Regions from separate parts of the Choristoneura fumiferana genome. Here region 2 is linked to region 1. The links are chromatin contacts, called in public Hi-C maps. All regions are on one chromosome and are shown on one strand. Each heading gives the region's core, a stretch centred on a gene start, on an enhancer-like site or on the middle of the called end of the contact. The rest is flanking DNA. Distances are from core to core; before and after follow the strand shown.

Region 1 (5,389 bases), core at 1,020-3,519:
TTTAAATAAAACACAACACCTCTGAGTTTTACCAAATTTATGTGAGAAATTATATTTGAAATTTACCATTAGCTACGGTGAAGGAAAACATAACATAATATAATAATCACAGGCCGTAATGCCTAACGTTTCTGACGCTCGTGATCGCAATCAAATGACAGATTTCGCATGCAAAAACTGTCATTTGATTGCGATCGCGAGTGTCAGAAACGTTAGGCAATACGGCCTCATAGTCAAAGTCAAAATATATTTTTTCAATTTAGGCTTAAACAAGCACTTATGCCCAAGTTCTCATCTCGCAGTGGAACAAATATAGGCTGAGATAAAATTGCCTTTTTTTACTTTAAAGTGGTGTACAAATTTTCTACTACAATAGTATATTTTTTCTAGCTCATCTTTCTTGTGTTTCGTAATGTTGCTATATTTGTATTTTCTATAAACAATCATTCATTACGCTGCAAACGAAATTAACGAAACAAGCAAATTAATGATAAAGTAATTTCGTGATACAAGTATTTTGTAAAAATTAAAAAAAAAACACCTCACTCATTTGGTAATAGCTTTAATTGCTCTCATTAGTAGATTTTAAATTGGTCTTTTTCTGCTTTATCCTTGTCGCTCGTACTAATTCCAAATATATCTGTCCTGTTGTCATGAAAAATGTGGTCGCATGTTGCCAGATTTCAGGAAAGAAAGTTGTGACTAAGCTTCTATTATGTTTGCAATTTGTTTATAAATTTATTCGAAATTTCTCGGAATATATGTAATTCAATAAAAATCTATGCAAAAATACTATCACCGGTTACAGTTAACGCATTATAACTTTGTGTTTCAATTTCAATGTAGTAAGTAAGTAAATGAATCTTGTCATTTACCGCGTACAAAGACTATTAATTCCACCAGACGGTGGAATGCATGATTAGATCTTCACCTATAAAAGAGTACCTAACGTGACTGACTGACTGACAGATAGACAATGCATAGCCTAAACTACTAGAGCTAAGAGGTTTTACTTTTAGTAGATAGATTAGATTAGATAGGCTAGATGTTAGGGTCATCGAGATGCACTAAGATTTATTTATTGAAAAATATTTATGCGCTTACTTTTATTTCAAAGTAGGTCTGGCCTGGCTTGACACCCACTCACTTTGCCGGTTTTAATTTTGTTTATGTGTGTCTTAGGATATTTGGTTCGTGGTATCAAATTCGCTAGTACGTATAATTGGTAATTTCCTTCTCCTAGCAGTGTGTAAGGAATCATCACCATTCGTTAAAGAAAGTAATGCACTTTATCCAGTCATCAATGTAATAAGTCTAATAATTAACGTCGAATCTATTTTTTTAATTTATTTTGTAAATTTTTATAAAAAATAATATAAATTTCGCAATAACATGTCTAATTTTTCATTTGTTAGTTTTGATGTAATTTATTTATTGTTGTATAAAATCCTTAGTTCTTTTTTTTGTATGTTCTTTACTTCTTTTATGTCTGTGTATCTTTTCTTTTGTCTAAATTGAATTTTACACATTGGTGTTTAACTGTAATGCTGTATTTTTTATCATAGGGCTTCATTGACCAATTATAAATACCTTTTTATTTAACAATAGAAGTAGGTTTAAAAACAGGGACTAAGTATAAAATTAACATAACTTAAAATAGCTAAACAAAAATTAAACCTAAAAATTACTATTTCAATTTCGACCCTTAGGTGCCCATCATTTTTTTACAAGCTTTTATTTAGTTTCACCTGTCCCGTTGTCTGTCTGTAATCAAATCTTGCAAGTTAAATTTGACCAACTTCCATTAGTCAGATTGACTTGAAATTTGGAAAACTTATATGTACGTGTGACAATAAATTAATCTAGTAGTGACATCCTGGTAGTCTAGCCAGGATCGTCTCCGCAGGACGGAACTCTTCAACGGTTAATAGCATCGACTTAACATTAAATTAGTTTGAATGACAATGCAAGTACAGTCAACAAAAAGTACAGTCACCAAAAAAAAGGTTGTATTAATTGAAATTTTATTTTCGTTTTATTTATTTAAGTAGATTGACAATCAATTCTTAGTGATACCTTAATTGTATCCGTTTCTCTCATACATTCTGTACCCAAATGACAAATACTTTTTGTGATTTTATTCTCATAGGAACTAAATAAGTTTTTTTTTTTCAATCACCGACATGGTACTATCTTTAGCCTGTTTGTCTGTAGGCACAAAAGCGCATTTGACCGAGCGGCCCTCGTCAATAGTTAGTCTATGACATTTCGACGAACGAACGACGACCGCGAGGCGAAGGAAGGCGAAAGCGTACGGTACTACCAAGTACTACGGTACGAGACGCAACTAACTCCCGTTCTTACAAATCGCGGACGTGTGATTTAACATCCACGGCTACTTTATTTTCCGCAAAAATCGAACTCGAACAACCTGCACGTATCAAATGCACTAAATAAAATCTAATAATAATAGCATCGCACGACTTTCATCCGACACTTAGTGGATTAGGAAAAGGGTTTTAAAATTAGCCAGTATTTATCAGTGAAATTGATCTAATTTTAATAATGTACCCGTGCGTATGGTCAGTTATTGATACCGAGTGATGCTCAGTGTGGTTCGTTTAAGTGACAAAGCAGAAGCGTCGGCTCCCGCTCGTCTCGCCTATTATCCTATTCGAGATTACGTCGCTCCGGGAGCTGCGCTGTTCGGGTTCGTTTAGTCGTCGCGGGGCTCCAAAGCAGTAAATACGGAGCCGCTAGTACTGCACCGCATCATTTACCGCCAGGATTGCGGTGAGTAACTAAATTAAAACGCCTTTCACAAGTAAAAGTCCGGGGATGGGCGTTTGAGCGGCTGACATTGAGTCGATCAGCTGCCTAATCTTAAAATAGCAATAAAATGTCAAGTCTGTTCTGGCAACGGCTGGGATCAGCTGATCCAAACAAGCTTTAATTATAATCAATTAGGTAACAGTAACTGATTTGGTTGGATTTTGAGCTCTTATCTTGGTTGTAATCGGATTTAAATCGCGCGTGATAGCTCAGTCTGTGGCTTGCTTGCTTGTACTGAGCCCGTGTTGTTTCTTTCAGATTTGAAGATGGTGCAACAGGATTTGACCTAGGTGCTTGGTCGGGATGGCTCGGGTGGGCTCACGGGTGTGAGTCCGGTGGAAGCCAGGACCGGTGTTGTGTTGTGCAGTGTTGTGACGGTGGACGGGATGCCCTCAGCTATGTTGTCGGCAGTGCTTGAAGAGGAGGCCGACCTGTACGAGGCGTTCCCGCCTCATGTTGATCCCACCGGTATCACCATACTCACTGACAGCCCACCAGGTAATTATTTCTTATTTAATTTAACTGTTTTTATTGCGCATGTTGAACTGCAGCTTATGAAAAATTTCTTAGATTAGGAAAAAATGTCTAGATCATGTAAATTTGTATAATGGAGGTCTGTGTGAATATGATCTTAAGTAAGCCTTTTTCGGACGATGCAGTGTTGATTTATAAATTCATTGGACATGCTCTTGTACACAGACTCCGTCTCTGGGCAGGGTAGAGTTTAATGTGGTTCTCTGTGGCTTCCCATGAGACTGACATAGTCACATTTGCATAGTAAGCCTTGTTAAAATAATAGATATAAAAAAAATGATGTAAAAATGGCTTTTGATAAATCTTTGTTTATTTCTGTTTTTCCGGGGCCCATTTAAACTATCATAAATATCACAAAGAGTACAGCATTGTAATGAAATTTAAATTTATGACAAAGCTTGTGCAAAAAAATATTTATTTTGTATGCATTCTAAATTCTTTGCTAAAGAAAAAACGGTATACTGTTTTTTAATTCTTAGGCCATAGGAAGTACTTGCTACAGAGTTGCTATACATCCTTTCTCCATTCTATGTAAGTATGTATAAAGTTACAACATTGATTAATGGTGATTCAATATCAAACTACATAGTTTAATTAGGTATAAATTCATTAAAAAAACCTTAAAAATGATTACATAACTATATTGTTTTGTTACTGCATTTGCAGATTTTACAAGCTACTTTGAAACTACCTGACCTTCACATTAGAAATTTAGAATGTATGTCTAATAGTTGCAAAGTAAAATCTAATCGGACAAAAAATATCTCTTACGTCCTGTGAAATAGGTGTCCTGTGAATTTGTACATAATTATATTTACTTCTACAGAAGATTAAACATTTAAAAATTAATTAATAATTTTTGTACACAAATGGCAAAAGCAGTTCATTTCATTTTCGTGTTCATACATCTTTTATCAGTTTAAATATTAGGTAGCTACCTAATATCTATTGTAGTAGAAAAATATATTACAGCTCAACATATTTTATTCAGTAAATTTTAATCATAGTACAGTCACATTAATATCTGCCACAGAGGAATGTGCAAACATATCTGACACGTCCTTCCGGTCCTAGAAATAGAGTTGTATCAGATATTGGTGCTGGTGACTGTACCTGTCTCTTTTATTTTATTACTGTAAAGCCCCCTTCACATGCTTGCCAAGAATTGCCAATAAATAACTATCTTATTCTAACAAACACCACATTCTAGAATACAAAACTTTTTGAACACCTATGTGTTATTTGCGTGTACCCTTTTTTATACAAAATAAATATCAATAAGTATTAGTTATTGTCCGTAGATGAAATATGTAGTTTCAATGTGATGTTTCCTACAATATGTTGTTATCTTTTCTTTATTATTAGATATTTACCTAATGTTTATTATATCATCATCAGAAAAATATGTTTTTATTTATTTAGTAAATTCTAACTAACATTCACCCTTAAAAAGGTCTTCCTAAAAGACTGAAAGTAGTTGGGCCAAAGACTTTTTTAGTTTTATGATCTATAAATCATATGAAATATATTGACCCAGATAACTCACGTCTTAAATCGAGTTTAGCTCGACATGTTATAGTATAAATCATACTTAATATTGGTATAGTTATCTGTTTTATTTTATTACTGTGGAGCCCCACACGCCTGCCGAACGTCGGCAATAGATTAACATAGATTGTCTCTAACGTATGACCACATCCTAGAATACAAATAAAACCAGGTTATAGTTTTTTTATTGTATTCATAGACAATGGGATTCTCTACAAGTCATCTAAGGCACAATAGTGGCAATATCTTAATAAATTCCTTAAGACGCTAAGAGGTGGAAAAAAATTATGATACCATATTTCGAAAAATTCTTGATATAATATACCTACAGATAAAACTTTGGGTAAGTACCTATTCTGTATTGAAACTTTTTTTTTATATTTATCCCTTTTATCAATTCAAACGTCAGCGAATACGGTATACCTACTTCGCTATGGATTCGCAAGTTTCGCAATACAAAACGGGATTTTACAGG
Region 2 (5,403 bases), core at 1,692-4,191, 140 kb after region 1:
CACGACACTTCACTCCCAGGATAAAAACTAGTTTATGTTAATCAGGGGTCAGAGGTCGGCAACTGGCTCTTTTGAGAAGATAGAGCTAAAAGCTATCATTTTCAAAATTTACTAGCTTCCAAAGAGCCACTAACGTAAGCGTTTAGTGTCATTTGCTTCCAAGTTGGATTTTTTAAAACCAAAAACATGTCTGAAAGATAGATATATAATAGTCACTAGTGGAGTGATAGCACGATTTTTCAGGATTTTGACAAAGTATTTTAATCACTAAATTTTGCGTATGGAACTGCAGGTACGGCGAAGTTCGTATCGCATTTTCACTCGCGTATTAAATGACATAAAGAGCGAAGTTTTTGCAGGTATAGGTGAGCTGCAACTTTTACATCTAAAGAGCCGCAGGTTGCCGACCACTGCCCCACTGGGTTAAGTTGTTCCAGAGATTACCTCCAATAGTAAATGACATGCAACCTAGAATCATATTTTCCTTTTCGCTCATTTGAGACAAATGTGAGCAAGAGAGTAATATTATTTTGGGTCAGAACCAGCAGACTATTGTGCTGTTTACATATGCGTTTGAAATATAAGAAGTTTAGATTTAAAAGATTTTGCTGAAAGCTTCACTTGCTGTCTATAAGTTTAAGTGTTGCCAGCTGTATAAATGTGTAATTTTCTAAAAATTATACTTTTATTTTATTCCAGTATTTCAATTTTTTAAACCATTTCAAAAAAGTGAATTAATACGCAGATTTTAATTAAAATTACAAATTAATGCATGCTCAAAAACAAGTTGTATATTTATATAATCTATAATCTCCGAAACGGCTCCAACAATTTCAATGAAATTTGGTATGTAGGGGTTTTCGGGGATGACAAATCGATCTAGCTTGGTCTTATCTCTGGGAAAACGCTTATTATCGAGTTTTAGCCCGAGCAAAGGCGAGCAAAGCTCGGTCACCCAGGTACTCATTGTTAAAAAGATTAGAAACCCCTGATATACAAACAAACTTTACCTATTTATAAACAGAGTGAAAAAGATAAACAAATTCCAACAGAAAAAAGGTTCTTGACAGACGGACAGACGGAGAACAAATTTATCCTATAAAGGTTTTCCTTTCAAGGTATGGAAACCTAAAAATGGCCTAAAAATTAAAATATCAAATTTTATTCCTGCAAAGCTAGTATCATGTCAATAGAATGTGTGCCAAATCAAACAAAGAAATTTTTAACAAGCAATATCGAAAAATAGCTAATAATTACGATGATACTTGCTACTACAGTTTTTTGGGGCCCAAAAGTGAACTAGCTGTGCCATCTTCTGGTTAAATGAGATTTTCCGACTATCAAAATATTAAGCAAAGCTCAGTAGTGATTAAATATGGTTAAAAAAATAACTTTCCAAGAAACAATAATTATACAGCTGTGTACAGGTTGCTCTTAAGATTAAATACCTCTATCAACTGGGTCAGTTGACACAATCCAAATATAAAGAAAAGAAAATATTTGATCAAATGTTTATTACGAGTCTACATTTTCCTTTAACCTAGTCCTAAAATTGGCAGTCCTTTTACTAACTTCAGTTTGGATTTCCTTGTCTTTAACAGAATTAACAATCTTCTCACATTCCTCTCCAAGCTCATCTAGAATTTTTTCCAAAGCTTCTTCTGAACAAGTTCTCATATAAACACACATAAGGGTGGCCAATGGATTGACCATTTTTTTTGTGTATTCAGTCAATTCTTCTCTGTCATCCTCTTCAAAATTATTCCCATTTTTGTTATTTTTCATAATCAAGCTTACAGCTCTCCACATTTTCTGGCACGCTTTGAAATATTTATCAGATTCACAAGTTATTTTCAATACATTAACTATCGTAATGCTAGAGTCCAGTATATCGATTACATCCGAGTCAATCTCTTTTTGGTTAATTAATTTCTTCTCATAATAGCATAAAGCTTGGCTGATCATGGTTGTGACACAGTCGTTAGTCTCACTGTAGATTTCCTGAGACTTATCAAACCCCACTAAATTTAGAATGATTTGAAACGTAATGACAAGCACCCTCTCTAGCTCATCCTGTTCGCAGGAGTCCCTTTTATTAACAATTATCTCCGTGAAGCCCGCTGCAAGTGATTCCATTGCTTCTTTCTTTAAAAAATGTGTAAAGAACACTGTCCTTGTTTTCTCTGTGTTGCAATATGAACATAGTGTGTTAAAATTCTCTAAAGCAGTCACCAATAACTCTTTGTTTGAAGAATTCTTCAAGATAAAGTATAAAGTGCTGGCATAGTCAATCTTTGGAAACAGATTCATCCAAATTGCAACATCTTTGTCGTGGGCGAGAAACAAATTTGAATTTATTAGACGCAAAACCTGAATGAGTACAAGACTGTCATCTGCCTTCATGTAGCCCAGAAGGAGGTTTAAAAAGTTGTCCATCTTCATAAGAGTGGCTACGACATCTTTATGACAAGATAAGTTGCCGATGATACCGACAATAATCTCAATAATGCGCGGCGTTTCTATAACCGGCAACGCGAAGTAAAAGAGGTTTAAAATTTCATGTTTTTGTAGAAATAAAACTACATCTCTCTCCGCAGTCATATCCCAAAGCGTGCACAAGTCATCTTCAAAGGATTTTTCCTTAATTTCGTCCTTTAATGTGTCTAAATTAGCTAATTTAAGCAGGATTTTCAAAACAAACCGCTCGCTATAAGCAGTGTCGCCAATCACATCTCCAGACACTGGAGCTTCACTGGCTGTGTCTGCTTTGTTTTCCTCCTCTTTAGAGGTTTCTTCTGGCTTCATTTTGATCGGTTTCACTTACGTAAACGCATTAATTCATACGTTTGTTTGGGTTTCTTTTGTTCACAGCCAAGAGAGAGACGGGGAAAAACGACGCCACACCATCTGTCAAATTGACATGACGACACGACATGAGAAGCGTGCGTTCACTTTTAAGCCATGTATTTTTTCGAAGTGATCACAATATCATTTATGGTTCCACGATGAAGTTTGGCTTGATGTGGGCTTGATTATTCATTTGTGACTATCAGAGCAGAGCGTTTTCACATTATCCGACCCGATATCGGTATTGGACGACAATACGTTATCGGGGCAAGTAAAATGTATGAAATTTGTACCTGTCTTTCACATTGTCCGGCCCGATATCCGATATCGGAGCCGACACCGATATGTTGACGGCACCATCGGACGCCTGTGGGCTGTCGGATGATAAAGTTTGTATGTGCTATGCGTGTATCTAAATTGTTTCTGTGTGCGCAAAGCCCGATGCGTGGCGGCCATTTTGAGCCGGCCGTATCGGAACGATTTTGTCGGAAATTATGTGAAAGCAGCATTGCTGTCGGCTATCGGATGTCGTCTATCGTCGTCCCATACCGATATCGGATCGGATAATGTGAAAACGCTCTTAACTTAAATGTTGAATAATAGCGTGTCGGTTGGTGACACTCATTGTCTTGTGCGGCCATAGACTTTTTCTTAATAATTTTCGTAACAAAACGGACACATCCATACAATATTTTGGGGACAAATCTGGAGACCCTGCAGGGCTACTACGAAACTCGAAACTCGAAGTTCGTGTCGTGTGGTCCCTCTGACACTTATACTATTTAATACGAGAGCGAGAGAGACGGAAGGACACGAACTTCGAGTTTCGTAGTAGCCCTGCTGCTTTTCCAGCTCGGAATCATGAACTCTCTACCTCCCAAATTTCGTTAATATAGAAATTTCGGTAGATAGAAATGCCCAAATGCACGGGCATTACGGGCACGGGGAGTCTAGAACTAAAGTGTAATGTACAGAATAAAGTTGTCTGAGCAAAAACACTTAACAAGCTTTAATCAAACGTCCTCGTTTCACTGAAAGAGAAACTTTCCACACTATGAGGGCCCAGCCTACTAATTTTTTCATGAACATGACGCATAAAACTAATATCAACTTCTGGTACACAGCATCATGCTATGGCATTTACATTACAAGCATGTGTATTCTGGGTCTGGGGCTTACTCTGGCTACTTTTACCATCCTTCTTTAGTATCTTTTCTCTACTTACTCTTTGTACAAGTATAACATATTTATGAATGGAAATAAAAACGTTTGAGAAATTTAATTTATAGTTCTAGCGGGTGCGTGATAATGATAAATGAATTTTGCGCAGACGAAATTGCGGAAAACAGATGATAATCTTATGAAGTACCTAACCCAAAACTATGTATTTTTCCGGGATTAAAAACCACCTTCTGTCCTTTCCAGTCTCATACTTTCCTCTTTACCAAATTTCATCAAAATGGGTTCAGCGCTTAAGCATTAAAAGGTAACAGACGAACAGTTAGTTTCACGTTTATTATATTAGTGCGATTTATAAAATGAATGATAGAAGACGACAAGAATTCCGCCAATTTGTGACTCCATCCAGCAGCGTGTAAGGTCTCAAGACGGTCTATGATCTGCTCAGCGACTGTCACCCTAATGTGAAAGGGGTCTTAAGCTTTGGTTTCCTATTCCTAGGATCAGCGGTGCCGTCAAATAGCGGCCGTAGTTCATACTGCTCCTCCTCCTCCTCCTAACACCGCTCTCTAGGAAACCGCGCCATTTTGTTCACATAGACAACGTTCTAGTGACGTCATTCACCGCTTATTACGGTCGCTATAATGACGGCACAGCTTATCCTAGGAAACCAAAGCTTTAATACCGGACTGGACAGTGGACGGCTGAGTAAGAAATGAAGCTGAATACAGATTTACTAAAAAAAAACTTAAAAACTTATCTTAATAGTAAATAAAAAAGGAACTTTGATAAAAGATTTATTTAGTACCTGTACGTTAAAAATAAAGAGAAACTCAGTTTCACTTTAGGATATCTTAAAATATCTAAGTTACACTTCAATAACAAAAACGTATTTGCATGTTTCAACATTCATTGTTTACACTATTCATAACTTTTAATAGACCTCAACAAAATATGAAATCTAGCTGATTAATAACAGTTTTGAGATCTCTAACGTATGAATAAACTTGAAGATGTGCTTAATCAATTTACAAGGAATCGGATCACAACTTCTGCGCCTAGCTGTCAGCCTTGATTTTGGTTGCCGGGGCTTCCTCATGGTTCCCTTGCTTGCGTTTCTTTCCATGCTGGTGTTTTCCCTTGTAATTCTTGCCTTGTCTGTTATGCCTGTTATTTTTCTGATTCTTACGCCGCTTGGTTATTTCTTCGATAGTCTTGTCTAGATAAGCTTTTTCTTCATCCCCCTCAAGCAGTTTAATGGTGACCTCTGTTTCGCCGATGGTGAGTTTGCCGTCGGGGATCTTTTCAATAGCCTCCTTGGCAGCGTTTTCTTTGGATAAACGCACCCAGCCTTGGCTATCGCCGGCGTTGAAGTCT

The links. Hi-C and Micro-C count contacts between places; a contact is called where the count stands out from the background.
Region 2: a Hi-C map of whole pupa shows a contact between it and region 1, with 3 times the contacts expected there. The contact joins the promoter of LOC141426175 here to the promoter of LOC141445712 in region 1. A contact is called at or near these places in 2 of 2 Hi-C or Micro-C datasets (both in whole pupa).

The regions. Positions count from the first base shown.
Region 1 is chr3:4,006,412-4,011,800 of NRCan_CFum_1, forward strand. It overlaps LOC141445712 (GTPase-activating protein skywalker-like), which reads left to right and starts at 2,270. Exons shown (of 3, transcript XM_074111602.1): 1 at 2,270-2,793; 2 at 3,091-3,330. The coding sequence starts at 3,219.
Region 2 is chr3:4,146,570-4,151,972 of NRCan_CFum_1, forward strand. It overlaps LOC141426175, which reads right to left and starts at 2,942. Exons shown (of 1, transcript XM_074085031.1): 1 at 1,498-2,942. The coding sequence starts at 2,805. The coding sequence ends at 1,516. La (La autoantigen-like) reads right to left here. Exons shown (of 6, transcript XM_074085267.1): 6 at 4,811-5,403. The coding sequence ends at 5,085.